2 separate regions of the Mus musculus genome follow, and region 1 is linked to region 2. The links are chromatin contacts, called in public promoter capture Hi-C maps. All regions are on one chromosome and are shown on one strand. Each heading gives the region's core, a stretch centred on a gene start, on an enhancer-like site or on the middle of the called end of the contact. The rest is flanking DNA. Distances are from core to core; before and after follow the strand shown.

Region 1 (2,700 bases), core at 38-2,537, 220 kb before region 2:
GAAATGCTGAGTGACTCAGGCTGTCCCTAGCTGGTGATCCTTCTTGCTTCCACCTATGGAATACTAAGATTACACCTCACCTCAGCGCCCAGTGGTGAGGGTTTCACACTCAGATCCAGCCCCTCTTGTCCTTACCAGTTGTAGGTGACCTATTCCTCCCCAGGAGCTACCCTGGTCTGCTGGCACCCTGCCAGAGTCACCCTGATTATAATGCCTATTAATAGTTCAGCTGTCCTCACAAGACTCCTGATTCAAAATGCCCCTGTGGGGCCATATTAATGCAAGGACTCTAGGGCTGTTGGCTTACCAAGGCACTCTGTACAGAAGGCTTGAGGGCATCAGGCTCCAGGGTATAGCTCAGTGGAAGAGGCTGTGCTTATCATTTTTGAGGACCGGGGTTCCATCTTCACAATTGCAATAACAACAATAATAAAAGAATGATAATACGTGTGCAAACTTGTCCCTGTAGTCTCACCTGAGGTTTGGTTTGCCAAAGTTCTGATTCTGGGCTCTGTCTCGAAGGATCTGCATGGAGCAGATAGGGGAGGCGCATTTTCATTGCTTTTAAACCATCTGTAGAAAGGGCAAAGACTAAAATTAAAGGGAAAACACTTCCTTCGATATGGCGTCTGTGTGGACCAGCCAGCCATGTCCGGGGACCCGGAGCTGACTTTGAGATGAATGCGTTTATTCCTGGATCTGTGTTTCGCGCAGGTGAAAACTCGGCTCCAAACCTTTACCCTCAAAGAGTGGAATCAGGCGAGGGACTCAGCCTGCTGCAGGACGCAAAGGAGCAAGAAGCCATAAGTACACAGCCTCCAGCTCGTGGACAGAAGGGGGCGGGCGCAGGAGGGGCGAGGCCGAACGAAGGAGGGGCGGGAGCAAGAGGCGGGGCTGTACAGACCCGACCCAAACGAGGTAGGTGCGGGGCCGTGAGCGTGGTAGGCGGGCAAGAGGCGGAGTCGAGGCAGACCCGGAGACCAATGAAAAAAAGCGGACGGGCCAGAGGCGGGGCCTAGAGAGGGTAGTGACGTAGTAGGGCGGGGCCGTCAGGGCTGTAACTCGCTGGATCAGGATTCAGGAAGCGTGGAGCCCAAGTACTGGAAAGGGCATCGGTAGGCCTTAGAGGGGCGGGGCCGGCGTACAGCTCCGCCTACAGACCAATCCGCGAGTTTGTACTAGCTGTGACTTGGAGGCTGCGAAGAGAGCAACGTCTCTATAGGGCCGCCGCAGGACGTCTTCCGTTCGAGGGGCGGGCCCCGCGCGGTGGCGGGAAAGAAGTGCCTGAGGCGCTGCCTCTGAGTCGCGGAGGGGCGGTAACGGGCCTGGGCCGCCTACTCTTCAACATGGATGCGGCCGAGGTGGAGTTTTTGGCCGAAAAGGAGTTGGTGACTATCATCCCGAACTTCAGTCTGGACAAGATCTACCTGATCGGGGTGAGCCAGGGCGGTACGGGGCGGCGGCCTGGGATCATGCTCGGGTCACCGCTCCTTTCCACCTGGGGTCTGCGTTGTCCTTGCAGGGGGACCTGGGGCCCTTCAACCCCGGCTTACCCGTGGACGTGCCCCTGTGGCTGGCCATTAACCTGAAACAGAGACAGAAGTGCCGCCTGTTACCTCCGGAATGGATGGATGTGGGTGAGCATTCCCGGGCCCGGGTGGGCGGGCTTGTACGGGGAGGGGGCTGTAGTGATGGCGCACGCCTGTAGTCCCAGCACTCTTTAGAGGCGGTAGAGGCAGGAAGATCTCTGAGTTTGAAGCCAGCTTGGTCCACAGAGGGAGGTGCAGGACAAACAGCCAGGACTACACAGTGAAACCCTGTCTGGGGGTGGGGTGGTGTCCTAGTCAGGGTTTCTATTCCTGCACAAACATCATGACCAACAAGCAAGTTGGGGAGGAAACGGTTTATTTGGCTTACACTTCCATCACCAAGGAAGTCAGGACTGGAACTCAAGCAGGTCAGGAAGCAGGAGCTGATGCAGAGGCCATGGAGGGATGTTCTTGACTGGCTTGCCTCCCCTGGTTTGCTCAGCCTGCTCTCTTATAGAACCCAGGATTATCAGCCCAGAGATGGCACCACCCACAAGGGGCCTTTCCCCCTTGATCACTAATTGAGAAAATGCCTTACAGCTGGATCTCATGGAGGCATGTCCTCAAGGGAGGCTCCTTTCTCTGTGATAACTCCAGCTGTGTCAAGTTGACACAAAACTAGCCAGTACAGGTAGGGATTGGGGAACAGAGATGCAACCTTAAACAAGTTTTGTTTTTGTTTGTCTTTTTTTGTTTCTCTGTGTAGCCCTGGCTGTCCTGGAACTCACTCTGTAGACCAGGCTGGCCTCGAACTCAGAAATCCGCCTGCCTCTGCCTCCCAAGTGCTGGGATTAAAGGCGTGCGCCACCACTGTCTGGTGACTCTGATAGTCTTGAAACTGGGACCCCAGTTTCTGTGCCTTGAGGGGCATCTTTAGCACCCCTGTCCCCCAAAGCCTGAGTCCATTTCCCAGTGTCTGCTGGCCAGGGTTGGGGAGCAGGGGAACAGACTTCTATTGCCTTTGCTACATGGAGAGGAGCAGTCAGGAGTGCAGGAGGCCTCTCTGTCCTGGGATCTGAGGTCAACAGAATGCTGTCGTGTGCCATGCGGCTCTGTCTTCTGGAAATGTGTGGTTTGCAGTTGGCCTGTGGTCACGTGGCCATCACCTTGT
Region 2 (2,700 bases), core at 180-2,679:
AAGGACCCACCGGTGAGAGGCTCCCTTCTCTCTGCCTCTCCATCCACCTCTCTCAACCCTACTAAGCTCCTTTATGAGCTAGGTCCACACTCGGAGCTGCGTACAAGCTTCAGCCCAGCAAGGCAAGGCAGGCTTCCTCCTGCTCCCCAGCGTCCTGCCTGGCACTGCCACTATGGCTTCTGTGGGGACCAGGCCCTCGGAGGTGACAGCTATTTCCCTATAGTCCTGATTTCTCTGCCTCGTGTTCTCCTGGCAGGCTCAGCTGACCAAGACATTTTGTGCACAGAGGAGGAAGGCTATGCCCTAAGACACAGAGGGGTCACCCTGACAGCCCTCATTCCTGTAGGAATTTGGCACCACAAGGGGGGTCAACACAAAGGTCAAAGGTCAAAGAGACACAGTCAAGGCTGGGGTGCTGGGAAAGGATGTGCGTATGCGTGGGACACAGGGAGGAGGAGGAGGAGGCTCAGACGAGAAAGGAGAAGAGGCTCCACAAGAGGAGGCTCCACGGCACAGAAGGCCAGGCAAGTGGTGGGCTCTCAGAGGCTGAGGTGGGCTGTGGGTTTCAGAGCCTAGTCAGTGCTCTTTGCTTGGGGGTGGGGGTTGTAGATGCAAGGGACACAGGCCACTGGGAGGGAGGAGGGACAGGAGGCTCCAGCATTTCTGAGTCAAGGGTCTCGGGTCTCTCCCCAGAGAACTTCTTCTCTGCCCTATTCAGCTGGTAGGGTCTCCATTCTGAATTCCCTTCTCTCTAAAGTCCCCAGTCACATGGTGCTTCCCCTGTGGCTTGCTCTTCTTGGTGTCCATCTTGATGCATTTGGGGGAAAGAGAGCACTCCAGGTGCCCTCAGCTTTGGCAGTGTTTGGGGGTTCCAGGGGAAAGTTCTAGGCAGATCTATGTTCTGGATGCATTTGGAGGTGGGGACCAGGGTGATCTGCCTGCTGTCTCCAAGGTACCCAGGGGAGGGGAAGGGGCAGAACCTGGTTCCTGGGGCTAACCCCACCCACTCCAGGCTTCTGTTTCTGGCTCTGCTGGGTTGCGCCCCCTTCTGGGCCAGTGACAAACTACATCCACAGCTTCTGTCCGGGAGGGGCAGGAAACCATCCTGACCCCTGACCTGCTCAGCAAAGAGAGGGGAATTTGGGGGTCCAAATGCAGGCTGTCCTTACTCAGCAGCTTACAAGGCTGGCCCACCACACCCCTGAGTTCTGGAGTGACCCCACTGTCCTGCAACTGCCTGAATAGAGACACACTTCCTGTCCACTCCGCCCCTTTCACTGACACTAGGGACCCCGTACCAAAGACATAGTCAGCCCAGTCAGGCTGACTGGAACGGACCGCCAACCAGCAGGCTCTATGAGACACCACCTCCTCCTGCAGCTGTGAACAAAGAGCCACCTCACAGGGCAAAGTGGACCTCTTGTGGCTGTAGCTGGGACATTAAACCCTAGGCAGAAGGAGAGGTTAGATAAGCCAGTTGGGTGTGTTGGGGTCTCAGGGTTATTCCAGCTGGGGAGGGGTACAATGGGAGAGAAAGGAGAAACACGAGGAAGGGGCCACAGGCCAAGGACAGCTGAGGCTTTCAGAAGCTGGGGCAAGCGCGAGGCAGATCTTACACACTAAGGAGGAAGCAGCCTGTGAGGCCTTAGCCTGGAACCCAGCCGAGAGCTCTGACCTCTAACCTAAAAGGAAGAGGCACGTTTGGAGCCACTAAGTTCCAGGTGACATGTGACAGCAACCACAGGAAACCGGTGTGACGGGAAGAAGGCCGTTCCCAGACTCACACAAGTGTTTGCTCCCAGGAACATCCTCCAGGGCACAAGCTCAGCTGTGACCTTGAGTGCCCTTGGCCGAGCCATGACCAAGGCTGGGTCCTCTGTTTCCTAAAGGCATTGCTTCTTCTGGTTTTGTTTTGCTTGTAAGATTTGTTTGTTTTTATTTCTTAGGCGAGAGTGTTTTGCCTGTGTGGAAGTGCACCACCTTTGTGCAGTCCCTCTGAAAGCCAGGAGAGGGCGCCAGGTTCCCTGGGCTGGAGTGACTTGAGGCTGGACACTATCTAAATGTGGGTGCTGGGATTTGAACCCTGGCCCTTTGCAAGAAGAGCAGCCAGTGCCCTTCAACACTTGGCCATCTCTGCAGCTCTTCTTATAGCTCCCTCACCAGGTGTTTGAAATAAATTCACTCAACCCTCAGAGCTCCTGTACAAAACATGTGCTGACTGGACCATGCCCTGAGGAGAGAAGGAAGGCTCTAGAGTTGGATAAGAAGCCACTTGGATGCACATACCTGGGCTCTAATTTCCTCCATCCACTGCCGCACAGACCCCAGCTCCCATTCACCCAGTGAAAGCTTGCGAGTCCCCCACACCCCACCCCGCCCGCCTAGGCCAGCCAGCATCACACAGACACACACAGACACACACACACACACACACACACACACACACACGGAGGTAAGAGACCCACAAATTGGAAGGAACAACATTTCCAGATGGGAATGAAGCTGAAGAGAGAGGCTACAACCCCGTGAGCAACTACTAAAAGCTGAACGGAATAAGCCCCCGAGGACACAGGGAAAGTGTCACACATATGTGGCCTTCAGGAGGGTGGGCCAGGCTAGTTATAACATTGTCTCCCTAGGGCCCCATGACTCTTCACCCACAGGGCCCACAAAAGTCACTTCAGTGGCTCCGAGCATAGT

The links. Promoter capture Hi-C pulls out the DNA fragments that hold promoters and counts their contacts.
Region 1: a promoter capture Hi-C map of embryonic stem cells shows a contact between it and region 2, with 6 times the contacts expected there. The contact joins the promoter of Gins2 here to the enhancer-like site in region 2. A contact is called at or near these places in 19 of 39 promoter capture datasets (the 3T3-L1 cell line, 3T3-L1-derived adipocytes, the C10 cell line and 13 more), 4 of 15 datasets of contacts at CTCF or cohesin (the G1E-ER4 cell line, embryonic stem cells and large pre-B cells), 16 of 484 Hi-C or Micro-C datasets (the AML12 cell line, the G1E-ER4 cell line, the HL-1 cell line and 6 more), 18 of 115 datasets of contacts at active chromatin or transcription factors (the 230-238 cell line, the SCID.adh cell line, acute myeloid leukemia and 10 more) and 6 of 9 other capture datasets (adipose tissue, embryonic stem cells, embryonic tail and 3 more).

What each region holds. Positions count from the first base shown.
Region 1 is chr8:120,587,662-120,590,361 of GRCm38.p6, reverse strand. It overlaps Gins2 (GINS complex subunit 2 (Psf2 homolog)), which reads left to right and starts at 1,287. Exons shown (of 5, transcript NM_178856.1): 1 at 1,287-1,436; 2 at 1,523-1,637. The coding sequence starts at 1,347. Gm10614 (a long non-coding RNA gene) reads right to left here and starts at 1,185. Exons shown (of 4, transcript XR_003947476.1): 1 at 308-1,185.
Region 2 is chr8:120,362,955-120,365,654 of GRCm38.p6, reverse strand. It overlaps a transcript of Gse1 not described here. Among named protein-coding and RNA genes, the nearest start is that of Gm39264, 19 kb to the right of the region's middle. Within about 2 kb of position 1,429, at least 97 of the 459 cell types and tissues checked have an H3K27ac peak or open chromatin away from gene starts, as enhancers often do. A contact at or near this core is called in the G1E-ER4 cell line, the HPC-7 cell line, the SCID.adh cell line and 9 more, where this site is marked.